Linked DNA regions of Sus scrofa: region 1 is linked to region 2. A link is a contact called in public HiChIP or PLAC-seq data. All regions are on one chromosome and are shown on one strand. Each heading gives the region's core, a stretch centred on a gene start, on an enhancer-like site or on the middle of the called end of the contact. The rest is flanking DNA. Distances are from core to core; before and after follow the strand shown.

Evidence for each region. HiChIP or PLAC-seq counts read pairs in DNA pulled down with a chosen protein or histone mark.
Region 1: a contact with region 2 is called in an H3K27ac HiChIP or PLAC-seq map of alveolar macrophages. The contact joins the promoter of RPL21 here to the promoter of USP12 in region 2. A contact is called at or near these places in 2 of 5 promoter capture datasets (fetal liver and liver), 11 of 47 Hi-C or Micro-C datasets (alveolar macrophages, blood, brain and 6 more) and 2 of 2 datasets of contacts at active chromatin or transcription factors (alveolar macrophages and skeletal muscle).

Annotation. Positions count from the first base shown.
Region 1 is chr11:4,727,173-4,734,316 of Sscrofa11.1, forward strand. RPL21 (60S ribosomal protein L21) reads left to right here and starts at 4,575. Exons shown (of 6, transcript XM_003482864.4): 1 at 4,575-4,841; 2 at 6,907-6,985; 3 at 7,134-7,144. The coding sequence starts at 6,919. LOC102162556 (a long non-coding RNA gene) reads right to left here and starts at 4,519. Exons shown (of 4, transcript XR_002336625.1): 1 at 4,101-4,519.
Region 2 is chr11:4,685,231-4,692,323 of Sscrofa11.1, forward strand. USP12 (ubiquitin carboxyl-terminal hydrolase 12) reads right to left here and starts at 4,561. Exons shown (of 9, transcript XM_021065513.1): 1 at 4,150-4,561. The coding sequence starts at 4,197.

The DNA of each region.
Region 1 (7,144 bases), core at 3,325-5,824, 42 kb after region 2:
GAGTGTTTAAAGTTTTTGCATATGTACAATGCCTTTACATAAGCAAAACCTACTTTCTTGCAGCTCTGATTCAACCCTTGGCCTGGGAACCTCCATATGCTGCAGGTTTGGCCCTTAAAAAAAAAAAAAAAGTTCAAAACCCAAAAAACCTACTGTCTGCCTGTAATATCCTTACCACTTATCCTCTGGTGGATGGCTGCTGTTTCATCAAGTTCAACCTTTTTTTTTTTTGCTTTTTAGGGCCGCACTCACAGCATATGGAGGTTTCCAGGCTAGGGGTCCATTGGAGCTGCAGCTGCCAGCCTACACCAGAGCCACAGCAACTCAGGATCCAAGCTGCATTTGTGACCTACACCACAGCTCACGGCAACACTGGATCCTTAACACACTGAGCAAGGCCAGGGATCGAACCTGCATTCTCGATACTAGTCAGATTCGTTTCTGCTGAGCCACAAGGGGAACTCAACTCCTTTTTTCATGCAGGGGTTCTTCTCTCCCACTCCTTCCTCTAATACAGGTGCGCAGCCCCCACACTGCTCACAGCCAGCACCCGTTTCCCGTCTCCTTAGCACACTGTAGCACCCTCTTCCTCTGCAGACTCCTTGTGGAGCCTGGAGGGCAAGGATCATGTTTTACTCACGTTTACAGTCTCATCCCTCAGTGCAGTATGTGATTTAATCTAGGGCCTTATAAATACTGAATGAATTTTGAGTTTTCGTACTTTCTACATTTAATTTACTTCCTATTTCCATGTTTCAATTCTTTTCTTATTCTTTTTACTTAATGCAAAGTGATCTCAAACGAGATAAACTGACCGTTAGACACTTAAGAAACCACTTTGGTTTTCATATCTGTAGATGGAGCTGGTGATACAAATCTACTTTAAAAACCTGTCGTAAAAATAAATGCCTTACTATCTTCAGAGGAAAATGTTAAATAAATTTTTAAAAATATATTGGGAGTTCCTGCTGTGGCTCAGGGGTAACCACCTGACTAGTATCCACGAGGACGCAGGTTTGATCCCTGACCTTGCTCAGTGGGTTAAGGATCCAGCGTTGCCAAAAGGTGTGGTGTAGGTCGCAGAAGTGGCTCAGATCTAGCATTGCTGTGGCTGCGGCATAGGCCAGCAACTGCAGATCTGATTTGCCCCCTAGCCTGGGAACTTTCATATGCTGCAGGTGTAGCCCTGAAAAGCAAGAAAAATAAAATAAAATAGGGTTTACTCTGGAAAACCGTTTGGCAATTTTCTATGAAGTCAGACATATCTTATGATCAAGCAATGCTCTAAGTATTTACCCAGAGAGATGAACATATATTCACAAAAATATTTATGGCAGCTTTATTCATAGTACCGTTAAATTATGTTTTTTTTTTTAATTTTTTTGTTGTTGTTGTTGTTTTTTTTCCTAGGGATGCACCCTGGGCATATGGAGGTTCCCAGGCTAGGGGTCTATCAGAGCTGTAGCCGCCAGCCACAGCCACAGCCACAGCAATGCGGGATCCGAGCCACGTCTGCGACCTACACCACAGCTCACGGCATCGCCGGATCCTTAACCCACTGAGCAAGGCCAGGGATGGAACCCACAACCTCGTGGTTCCTAATCAGATTCATTAACCACTGAGCCATGACGGGAAGTCCCCAAAACCCCCCAAATTTCTATCAGGAGGAGAATGTGTAAGTGAACTGTGGTATACGCATATAGTGGAATACTTCTTAGCAACAAGAAATAAATGGAACTACTGGTATAAGTAACAACATGACTGAACCTCAAAAACATTAAGCTGAACAAAAACAGCCAAATAAAAGAGTACATACTGTACAGTACCATTTATATTAAAGAATAGGCAAATCTAGGAGTTCCCACTGGGGTGCAATGGATTAAGGATCCAGTGTTGCCCTCAGCTGTGGTGTAGGCTGCAACTACAGTTTGGATTCAATCCCCGGTCCTTGGGAATTTCATGTGCCAGGGATGTGGCTGAATTTAAAAAAAAAAAAAAAAAAAAAGAGGAGTTCCCGTCGTGGCGCAGTGGTTAACAAATCTGACTAGGAACCATGGGGTTGCAGGTTCAATCCCTGGCCTTGCTCAGTGGGTTAAGGATCCGGCGTTGCCATGAGCTGTGGTGTAGGTTGCAGATGTGACTTGGATCCTGCATGGCTATGGTTGTGGCGTAGGCCAGTGGCTACAGCTCCGATTCGACCCCTAGCCTGGGAACCTCCATATGCTGCGGGAGTGGCCCAAGAAATGGCAAAAAGACCAAAAAAAAAAAAAAAAAAAAAAAAAAAAAAGAATAGGCAAAAACTAATCTATGGTTATAGAAATCAGAATTGTGGATGGTTCTAGAGGCGGAGGGGGATTAACTGGGAAGAAGCATCAGGAATGTTTTCTTTCTTTTTTGGCCGCCCAGTGGCATATGTAGTTCCTGGGCCCTGATCAGATCTGAGCCTAAGCCGCAGCTGTGGCAACGCTAGATTTTGGAAAGGAAAAAGGATGTTAAGAAAAAATGTGAATTATAGACTTTAGTTAACGGAAACACGCAATACTGGTTCACTAACTGTAACAACTGAACCATTCTAACGTGGACTGAAGTTTGGGATTTGTCATCAGCCTCCACACAGAGTAAAACATGACCCACTGCACCTGCCAACCACGGCACCGACAGGCGGATCTCGGGGTGGAGATCAGGAGGGAGGTACTCTGTGCTCTGGGGACACTGGAAGAGCAGGTCTTCAGATACATTTTCTTTCTTTTTTTTTTGGTCTTTTTGCCATTTCTTGGGCCACTCTCGCGGCATATGGAGGTTCCCAGGCTAGGGGTTGAATCGGAGCTGTAGCCCCCGGCCTATGCCAGAGCCACAGCAACGCTGGGTCTGAGCCGCATCTGCAACCCACACCACAGCTCAAGGCAACGCCGTATTGTCAACCCACTGAGCAAGGGCAGGGATCGAACCTGCAACCTCGTGGTTCCTAGTCGGATTCGTTAATCACTGCGCCACGTTGGGAACTCCAGACAGATATTTTTAGGACATTTTATGAGCCCACTTCTTGCATCCCCTCATATCTAGAAAAACACTAACACCTTTCATGGTGACATCTGCCCCATGTGACAAGAAGTAGCCTTCACAAGACCAGCAGCAAACTTTGTAATATTCGTGCATGGCTGCACGCACCTCCCCCTCCCCCTTTATCACTTACATCTTGATAGTTCCCCTTTCCTCCAGGCGGCAGTATTTCAGAGCTGGCTGAAATACTGCCTTCTGGGCTGTACCTAGTGGACAAAACAAAAGATGTCAAGGTCAGTCACTCCAAAGTTGGGCCAGTTAGCCCTGAAGGAACTCAAGAAAGAAATACTGGCCCAGGGCTGGTGCGTATCAGAGGAGTGATTCCTGTAAGCCCAGACCGTTGCATCTTTCCAAAGAAACTGGTTTTCTGTAAAACTTTTTCTGCAAATCTGGTTTTCTGTAAATCTTTTGTTCCTCATACTCTCTCTTTGTTACAAAAACTCATATATCCTTGCTCCCCCCCTCACCTCTTTGGAGTGGTCTCCCAGGCTTAACTCCTAATTTAATCACCACCCCCCCAGCCAGGTATTCAATACCCAGCTCAAAAATAGTCAAGAAAGTTAAAGCCTCCCTTCTACCCCTTTCTTTATAGTCTCCTCCCTATCAGACAATACCACACTTCTAAATTAGATTTTCAGTTCCTTTTATTCCTGGACTAGTTTCACTACATATGCATGTATAACAAAAGCAATATATAACATTGTTTTACATGTTTTAAAATTGCACCTACGCGAATTCCCACCATGGCACAGTAGAAACGAATCTGACTGGGAACCATGAGGTTGCAGGGTTAGATCCCTGGCTTTGCTCAATGGGTTATGGATCCGGCGTTGCTGTGAGCAATGGTGTAGGTCGAAGACGCCGCTCGGATCTGGCGTTGGCCACCAGCTGTAGCTCCAATTAGACCCCTAGCCTGGGAACCTCCATATGCCCCAGGTGTGGTCCTAAAAAGCAAAAATAGAAAAAAGAAAAAAAAACTGTACCTACATAAATCTCCCTCTTTCTGCTTCATCACATTTCTAGGTTCAGTCTTGACTTACTGGCATATAATATTGCGTCCTGTGAATATCCCATGTTTATGCTCTTATTGATGGAAGTTTCCAATTTTTTGCTCCTACTCACAGTGGGGCTATGGACACCCTTGTCTACACAGCAAAGTTCCTATAAAATACACAGTTAGGAGCTGAATGCTGGAATTTGCTCTTTGGATATTTCGGTTTTACTAGAGTTTGCCCAATTGCTTCAAGGTGGTCTTAACATGTACGCACCTACCAGCAGGTGCGGAGGATGTTTAGACGCGTGGAGGAAAGAGCTGACTGAAAGACATACAAATTGGATAATACACTCTCTCCACCACCACTTGACTTCTGTGCCCACGCAGTCAAGTCTACAAGCGGCAGCTAAGCGCTCAGAGGAAATAACCAAGCGCTCCCAGCGGCCCCACAAAGCAAGCACCCGCCCGCTTCCGGCGTGGCGTCTGTCGCAGGCTTGACGTCAGCACGCTCGGGGCGTCGCCGCCCGGGTGGCGCCCTTGAAGGCCCCTTTCCGGGCTGTCTGGCAAGATCCAAGTGTCCGCTTGCGTGGGTCGAGCACCTCTTTTTCTCAAGAAAGGAAACCATTCTCACAGGCTCTTCTGGTTCCTGGGGACGCTACCCGCCCCCAGAAAAGAGTGGCTGCGGGCCGGCGTCCCCTCAGGCAGCGCCGCGGGCAGCCCGCAGGCCCTTGTAAGGCGCGCGCGCGGCCCCGCCTCCTCCTTTTCGGCCGGCACCGCCATCTTCCAGGTAGGGCCCGCGCGTGGCTCCCGGCGCCCGGCGTGCCACCGGCGTGAGCGCCAGCGCGGCGGCCGCGGCGGCCGGGCGTTGGGGTTCTGGAGAGACTGTCCAGTCCGCTTCGGGCCCGCTGGCTTAGGTTGGGGAGCTATGTCCGTCCGCGGCGGGCTCGGGCCTGGGCCGCGGGGCCGAAGGCCGGGCTCCGACGCCGCGGCCCTGCTCGGGGGACATGCGCTCGAAGCACCGGGGAGAGACACGTGGTTCTGTAATGTTTTCGGTGTGGTGTCCTAATCCCCGTTTGGGAACTTGCAGCGTCATGCTGTGGGGTAGAAGTTTAGGGTAGTGGGAGCGGGTTTAAAGTCAGCCGCCGGCCTGAAGCTCCGGTGAGGCCTGCGTGTGTCTGAAAGTCGGGGGTCGTGTGTCGGTGAACCACACAGGTGCCCACTGCGTCGATCGGCATAAGGAAGTCCCGGCCTTTCGTTGGTGATGCAGGAAATGATTTCTCGCGGCTTTAATTCTGGGCTGGGATCACAGTTGGACAAAGGGAGTAAACTGTGCTGCGGGTTCTGTTTTCGTAACGCCTGGACAAGTGTTGAGCGGAGGAGGGATTCATGAGTAGCCGAGTCAGACCTAACGTGAATAACCACTACATCTGAGTCTGGTTATGCAAACTGCGGGTTGCATTCCGTAGTGGGTCCCATTTTTGGAAGTATTACAGAATTTAAAGCATCGTTGCTTGGGACGTTAAGTATTATTTTTAAAAACGCGTTCGTTTGTGTATTCAACCATGTTCAATTTCTAGCTCAAAAAATGGGTCTAGTGGAAGGAGCGTGGATTCTGGAGTCAGAAGTGACTTCCATTACGGATTGTGCCACTTTGTGACTCCACATAGTGAGGTGGACCTGCAAGCATGTCTCCTTGTTTATGAACTTAATACAGAGTTGAGAATTAAAGCTGAACTTGTGCTGCATAGATGCTTAATGCCTTTTAAAAGGAAGGCTGCATTTGTTTTAACAATGGTTTGCTTCGAATGGGTTGGGTGAACCGTTCTTGTGTGTCTTCTTGCCACACAAGTTAACCTGAAAAAGGTACTTGGGTGTCACTGTTCTTTACGGTTAAGGGGTGGTAGGTAAAAAGAGACTGGTTTATGTTGGAACACTCTCAGAAACCTAAGCTGGCCTTCGGTTTATTTTGCCTTGTGGTAGGAGTAGTTGCTGGCAATGGTATGTTCTCCACTTGGATGATTTGAAGCAATGAAAACCATTTTCTGACCTTTGGGGAAATAAAGTGAAAGGTTCAACTTGTGAAAGCCTATTGATGAGTTCTTTGACTACTATTTACTAGTGATAATCCCTTTCCGAGTGCTAGGAATTGCTCCGTGTTTTGTAGACATTACCTTAGTTGTAAAAGCATTAACCCTATTTCACATGGGAGGGTCAGAGTTTAAGAGTAGGTCTCCCAGCAAATACTGGGCAGAACCTATGTCAGAATGAGTTCAGTGATTTTAAAGCCTACTGTATGTCCTCCTGTCTTATGTTTCCTTGTAAACCTAGATGTATGAAGTGAGCTAGTTTTGACAGTTAATAGATGTTGTATAATGAAACCTGTAGGTTGATAAGAAAGGGGCTTTAGTCTGTTGTGTTAAAACGCAAGACTGAGTTTTGTCATTGTCATGTCCCCGAACAGTACGTATATCTTCTAGTTAGCAATCCCAGTGCTCTTAGCAGTCTAGGCTGGGTTCTCCTGATTAGTGTGGCACAAGTCCTGTTGTGTTTTTATATTCTAATAGGAAAAGTACTGGTTTGGATTTTTAAATCCAGTTCGGCTTTTTAGGAGTTTTAAAGTTATAGAACTTAGGTGGTTTTGGCAGAAAGCTTACTTGGTAAAATAACTTGAGTTTGTTTCTGTTTTGTTTTTACCCTTTATAAGAACCATGCTGAACCGGCTTTTTAGATACTGGCTTGATTCTGATGTTTCTACCGAAATGCATGCATTTGTAATTACACGTTTTTTTTGGTTAAGGGGCAAGTAACAACTTTGCAGTTGTATTTGACTATTTTATGTTTTCTGGTTTCAGTAATTCGCCAAAATGACAAACACGAAGGGAAAGAGGAGGGGCACCCGCTATATGTTCTCTCGGCCTTTTAGAAAACATGGTGAGCAGAGTCACACTCCTTGGGGGCAAGCATGGCATACATTCGTGTTTTGTTTGCTGTTTGTTGTGGTTCGTATATATATATTTACTTCTTATTTTTAGCTTTTCAGTCTTAATATTGACTATCAGGTTTTTTGTTTATTCCGCAGGAGTCGTTCCT
Region 2 (7,093 bases), core at 3,311-5,810:
TTGATTTAAAATGTTTATTTTTGCAGTTTTCATCCCTCCTAAACTAACATTAAAAACAGCAAAATTAAGACTTCCCGTTGTAGCTCAGCCAATTAGGAACCCAACATAGTGCCCATGAGGATGTGGGTTGGATCCCTGGCCTCGCTCAGTGGGTTAAGGATCCAGCAATGCCACAAGCTGCAGCATACATTGCCAATGTAGATCTCCAGATCTGGCGTGGCTGTGGCTGCAGCGTAGGCTGGCAGCTGCAGCTGCGATTCCACCCCTAGCCTGGGAACTTCCATATGCCAAAGGTGTGGCTGTAAAAAGAAAAAGAAAAAAAAAAAAGAAAAATGGGAGTTCCCGTCGTGGCTCAGTGGTTAGCAAACCTGACTGACTAGCATCCCAAGATGGGGGTTCCATCCCTGGCCTCGCTCAGTGGGTTACGGATCTGGCATTGCTGTGAGCTGTGGTGTAGTCACAGACTCGGCTCAGATGGCTCAGATCCCACGTTGCTGTGGTGGAGGCCGGCAGCTGCGGCTCGGATTGGACCCCTCACCTGGGAAGCTCCGTATGCCGTGAATGCAGCCCTAGAAGGAAAAATAAAGACACATAAGAATGAAGGCAAAATAAAAACGCATGTTTTTAAAAGAAGAATTACATCCACATCACTTCTTGAGAAGGAATAGAGAAAGTTATTACTCAGTATAACCTTCCGACTCTATGAAGACACTACCCCCACCCCCACGAACAAGGCAGGGGCTTGGAGGGTTTCCTCTCGGCCTCTTTCTGGAGGGATAAGCTGCACCAACCATACAGACAGCTGACCCTTCGTCGGTGACCCCGGGGAGACTCAAATAGTAAGAAAAGACCGTCAGTCTCACCTGGGACTTGTCTGCAGTAAGTACAGTTCAAGTCACCACCTCCAGCCCCTGCGCTAGACACAGGCTTTTCAGAAACAAACCTGTCGGACCCACGGAGCAGCTGACTTGTGGCCTTGGCCTCGCTGCCACCATGTCCTGGGGACGGAGCTGACCCCCAGGGGCTAAAGGCGGGCAAAGAGCCAGGCCAGGGCTTAAGCTCCCCTGTAACGACTTCTTCCTTACCCAGAGTGTGAGCCCCCCCAACACCCTCTTCCCAGCTGGGACTCCCACAACCCAGCAGGGAGAAAGGACGGCCCTCCCACCCCGCTGTGCCATCTAGGGTCACGGTCACTTTCCAAGCGGCTCTACAACTTCCACTGTGATTTCAAAGCATAGGCCCCACTACACGTATTCGGTTGCTTTCCCCACTATTTCACAACTATGAAGTATAATATTAAACATTTGGAAGCTACTCTAGGCCCTGAAATCTGAAGCTACTGCAGTGGCAAAACAAGCACCTTGGGATACTGAAATTATTTCATGGACAAATAACAAGAGCCACTTCTAGAAGTACCCTGCAAATCCATCCACTGCCGTCTAAACTTAACCACACTCACTCGGGTGGAGCTGTTAACACTTTAGAGAAACAAACTAAGGTTCCCAAATCAGCAGAGCCGGTGGCAGACCACAAGAGGCACCTGAAGAGCTTCCCTGTTCACAGTCACTTAGCCCAATTAAAGGGCTGCTGATTCGCCCAGGGGCCTTATGTGGACACATGAAAGATTTACGTCAACTTTATTATTTATAGAACAAAATGTCAACTCATTACAAATGTGTTCACAGCTGCCCATTCTCTGAAAGATCATTCTCTTCAGGTCCAGCCCCTCTTCTCTCCACCGCCCCACACACAAGCCCAAGCTCACTTCCCCCAGACATCGGGGAGCAGAAACCAAGGACCCAGGAACGCTGTCCTGCACACAGGAGTTAGTGCTCCACCAAACCGCAGAAATAAACGAGAGACCTTCCACTTAGGGCCTCCGCAACCTAATAAGGAGATAAGAGAAAAATGTACAACACAGCAAGTGTGGTAAGCGCTGCTGAGATTACAGAAAGGCTGTGAAATTAGACGGGGAGGGGGGGGGACGGACGGACAGGCCTCTGATGCTTCAAGGCTACCCGCTCGAGAGACAGCCATGAACTTGCCAGACATCTGTACAAGCGCAGAGGTAAGTATCTCTGCTTTTCTTGATTATCAATCTTGTCATTCTCAGACGACAGACGGCGGTTCTCTTGAAGAATAAACTGCAGGTTACTTTGAGATGTTCAACACTATCTTGGGAGCGCATCAGAATTTCTTCTAGTGAGAACACAGACACACCCAATCTGAACACTACTTCTGGAGCAATCTCATTTGGCTGGGCACCGATGTTTCTGTATCTGCCAACAATACCCACACACCACATGCAACTAACGCACCCCGAGCGAAAGCCCTAGAAAGAGTTTTGGAGTCTACAATTCTTGAGATCATAATCCCACTTACTCCGTATTTGACGTGGCAAATCCCTCTGCGCCTCATTTTCTGAATCTGATTAGAGTATATATTAATATGGTTATGTGAATACAGTTTGTCTTCCTTAACTAGGATGTCAACACCAGGAAAGCAGAGACTGGCTGGACCACTGCTGTCTCCCCAGCGCTCTGCATACCCTCTAGCACTTGGCAGGTGCTAAACGGGGATGAACAGGCAGCAAAGGGTAACACATCACTCCAGAAACTAGACTTTGACAGTGAACCATGACCTGACAATCTGTGCAGCTCAGCAATCCGGCAACATTATCGCTTTCCAAGATGTAATTATCACATTCTTTTTGAAGCAGAATAAGATAATAATTGGCCTACCTAAAAATAATTAATGTACATGACCCCCCGAAATCCCTCTAACATCGTCCCTTTAATATCAAGGCTTTCCTAAAATGTGACTTGTGAGAGAAAAACAAACATCCGTTTGAGGAAACGGGTTCTTCAATGATTCATCCTTCAGTGTGATTTAATACTGTAGACTTTAATCCCACCTGATTTCAGCCATTTTTTATACGGTTCCTCGGCGTGCTGTATAGAATCTGCTTCTAAAGCCTCTCTCCTATCTGATTCACCATTCAGCACTTCTTAAAGGTATGTGCAAGGTCCCACCCCTAATTTTAAACGGAAGATTGTTTGGGGAACCTGCTATAAGCGTTGAAAAGGGTTGGTAAGACGTAAAAAAGAAGGAAAGATATCAGAAGTCTTTGATAACATAATCACTGGGCCCGCGTTGCAAAGGATAACTTTTCTGTGATGACTCATAATTAAGAGCGCTAGATCTAAGTCCTAAGGAGCTAATGAAACCAATCTGCCCCACCGTGTGGAAAGCTGGTCCTTCTGCTCGAGCACCGAGCACCGGATTGAAACGCACCCAGGTTTTGCTTAACTCGGGACTTTTCAACAGGCATTAGCACTTTCCCCTTAAAGTGGATTTCAGAGCTCCGGTGAAACACACACAGCAACCCTCGCCGTCAGCTCCTGCAAAGAAATACTTCCAGCCACACACGGATGCGTCTGGGGCATTAAAGTAAACAAATGACAGGAATGCTGAAGCCGTTTCCAAGGTTTACGTGGATTCCCCACGACAAGACCGCCACCTGGGCTCAGGGTTGCAAATGGGAGCTCGTTCCTCTCAGGAAGGGTAGAAAAGGGGGGGGAATTTCACCAGCACTTATTTAAAGTTTCCACCTTCACACACACCCCTTCCCTCGGCACCGGCGGGGGGCTCGGCCTCGCCCGCGGCGCGGAGAGGAAACCTGCGCCCGACTTCCGTCCCCTCCGGGCCGGGGAGGAGACCCTGCCTTCCTGCCGCAGCCCCCACGCCCGCCGGGGACCCTCCCCGCCCGGCCCGGCCCGGCCCGGCCCGGCCCGGCCCCGCCGGACGGAAAGGCGGGCGCTCCTCGCGTCCTTCCCCTCCGACCCCGGCCGGGCCCGCGGCCCCGCTCGCGCGCCCACAGCCCGGGTGCCTCGCCGCTCCGCCCCGGCGCCGCGGGGACCGGGGGCCGAGCCCCAGGCGCCGACGACCGGCGCCCACCCCGCCGGCCACCCGCGCGCCGCCGTCCCCCGGGGCCGCTCCGCTCGCGTCCGGCCGTCCAACCGCCCCCGCCCGGCCCGCGCCGCCCCCGCCCGGCTGCGGCTCCGCGCTAGGCCCCGCGGGCGGCGAGGGGCGGGGACCAGGGCCGCCGGCGGGGTCCCGGGCCGCCCGCCGCCCCCCCGCCGCACCTACCATGGTACAGATGGAGGCGAATTTGGAGACTGTCATTAGGATTTCCATCCGCCCAGCGCCATCTTCCACCCAATCACAGCGGCGGCGGGCGGGGGAGGAGGAGAGCCTGGCCGCCCGCTCGCACCGCAGCCCGCGGGCGGACCCCGAGCCGCCGCCGACGCACGCACCGAGCCTGCTCAGCCGCCGCTGCCGTCGCCGCCGCCGCCGCCGCCGCCGGCACTCCCCGCCGCGGGCCCTAGCCCCCGCCTGCCGCCCGCCCGCCCCCGGCTCCTCCCCGGCGCAGGGCGCAGCCGCTGCCTCGGGGCCCGCGCCTGCCCGCGAAGCCGCCCGCCGCACACCCCGCCCAGCGCGCTGGGGAGCGGGCTCCGCTGAGGCCCTAATGCCCGGCCTGCCCGGCAGCTGCGCGGCCCCGCGGCGCGCCCCGCCCACCGCCGCGCGCCCCGCCCACTCCCCCTCCGGCCCCGCCCACTCCCCGAGGAAGCCTCTCCAGCCGCCGAGCGCGCGCGAGTCGGGGAGCTCCGGCGTCGGCTCCACCCCGCGCGCGGCCGGGGAGGGGCTCGCGCGGGCCCTGCCTCCCGCCCGCGTCCTCCGGGTCCTAGAGCGGGTGCGCGGGGAGAGGGGCGCCGGGGGCGATGAGGGCCCTCGGCGGCCGTCGTGCAAGGGGCTGCCCCGCAGCCTCTACCGAGGGCCCTGTCCAGACAGAAAACTGAAGGGGCGGTCTCAAAATTCTGGGTGCGGCGGGAGGAAACGTGCTCGTAAACGGTCAAAATAGCGAAGGTCATAGAGAGTCCCAAACAGCTAGAATGTAAGGTGGTTTGTTTCTTTTTACGCACATTGGGTGGATCACCTAGGTCAAAATACCGAAATGTAGCAGAAGACAAGTTCATTACATAAAAATGAAAGCGGCAAAGAAGAAACTATATACGCTTAGTTCTTTGAATTAAGAAAGGTCAATTATGGGGAAGGGGGCAAAGCTGCTTTTCCTGTCTGCTTGTCGGCCATAAATTTAGAATATGGTTATAAATATAGTATCTAAATATACTGGTTCCAAAAGTTGAGTCGCAAAATAGGGAGGATGTCAACCCCGCGCTGATGATGTTCCCAGAGACGAGAAGTCCCGCAAGTTGAGAACAATGTCCTGTGAGAAAGAGAGATGGTGTTAGTCAGGGGGATAGTTCCTATGTGCCGTTTTTATAAAATGCATCATTGCACCCTGTTCTTTGTGCCAGACAGCTAGGCTTTATTTATTCCTATTTGCGAAAGAAGTTCAAGTTAGTAGCATAGCTTTACCAATTATTATATTAGAAAGCTTGTGATTTTTCACTGTTGGAGAACTCGTGGCGAGGGGCTTTTTGGGGTTCCTCGGTTTCACTGGGGCAGAAATTCAGACAGATCTCTAAAATCAGATATGCCTTAACTTGCAGGTTTAAGACATTCAAAAAACAAAACATTCAAACAAAATTTAGATGAAGAATAGATTTCTGGCACATGAATGCTGTTTCCACAGTGATTTCCACTATAAGCTTGCTTGGGGAGGGGGCGATTGCAAATAGAATATACCCAAGTCCCAGCGTAGCTGGCCCACTTCTCTAGGCACCTGCCTCCTTGATAGCCAGGCCCTCCCTCTATGCACTGATACACGCAAGCCAGTGCTAGAATGTGCCAGCACCACGCATTCAGGTACCTGGAGGGCTGGCCTCCCTATTCGCTGCCTAGACTTGGACTGGAGTAGTGCGTTATAGCCACACGGAAAGGCACAGGTGATACCATTGCAGAGCCTAACGGCAAAACTCACAGTGCCTCCTCCTCCCTGCGTAAGTTTGACTAGAAAGGCACAAACATAAAAAGAGAGGCTTCCACGTCCTAGGTGCTGTGCTGGGGTGTTTTTTCTTTCTTTTCTTTTTTTTTTTTTTTTTTTCCGCCATATATAATGCAGTTGAAGATAAGATTTAGCTGAAATGTCATACTTTTGCCCCAGAGCTTAAAAGGGATCATCTGGGGTTAGAATCGTTTTTAACCCGTAGTGGTATCAGCTTCACAAAGAGCTTCATTGTACGTAGGGAAAGATGAGTTTGTGTACAACCGCCTTCTTTGGGGCCTTCCTGAGTGTATAAGCTACAAATTATACTCAGATAAATTTAGGGACCAAGGAAGTAAACAAACTAGGGCCGAGTTTAAAATGGTTTCACTTGAATAATTGTACACAATCCTGTACTGTCCACTTCCTTGCAGGCCACTTCATCTTTTCCGTTATTCTCCCAGTCTCCAGTTAACCACGTGTTGCTGTGTATATTTCTTGCCTATGATGGAGGGGGAAGAAGTGAGGGGAGGGGTTGGAGAGGCATCCCTAAGGACAGGGAGTGCTCATCGAGGACTTAGCCCCATGCCCCAAGCATTTTCTCAAATCCCCATAACAACCCAGGAGAGGAGATGCCATTATCGTCCCCATTTTCTAGATGAGGAAACAGAGCCACGAGGTAAATTTCCCAAGGTTGCACAACTCGTAAGCAATGGAAACATGATTTTAACCTGGCTCCAGAGGCCACATCTGTATCCTTTCTGCTAACCAGCTCAGGTCAAAGTGCTTCATTTTGATTCTAGTAAAATGGGATTGAAAGGCACTGACTCTTTGGGGACCCATGTGCAGGTTTTAGCTACAAAATATACTCAGACAGCTATTTCTTTGTCTTACTTTCCTCCTCTGGAAAAGAAGGGTAATGACTATGCCTACCCCAAAGGGGTGCAATGAGGATAGAACACGGAGACAAGTTTCTAAGACGGCTTGCACGCAACGCAGACAGGACAGCGCTGAATGGACATTCGGTGTCAACATTTTAAAAGTCAGGATGGGCTAGTACAGCTCTCAGGGTGCCGGTTTCCTTCCTCCATACATGTAAAGAGCCTCTGCTATGTGCCAGTCACCTGATTTAAATGCATTTTCTTT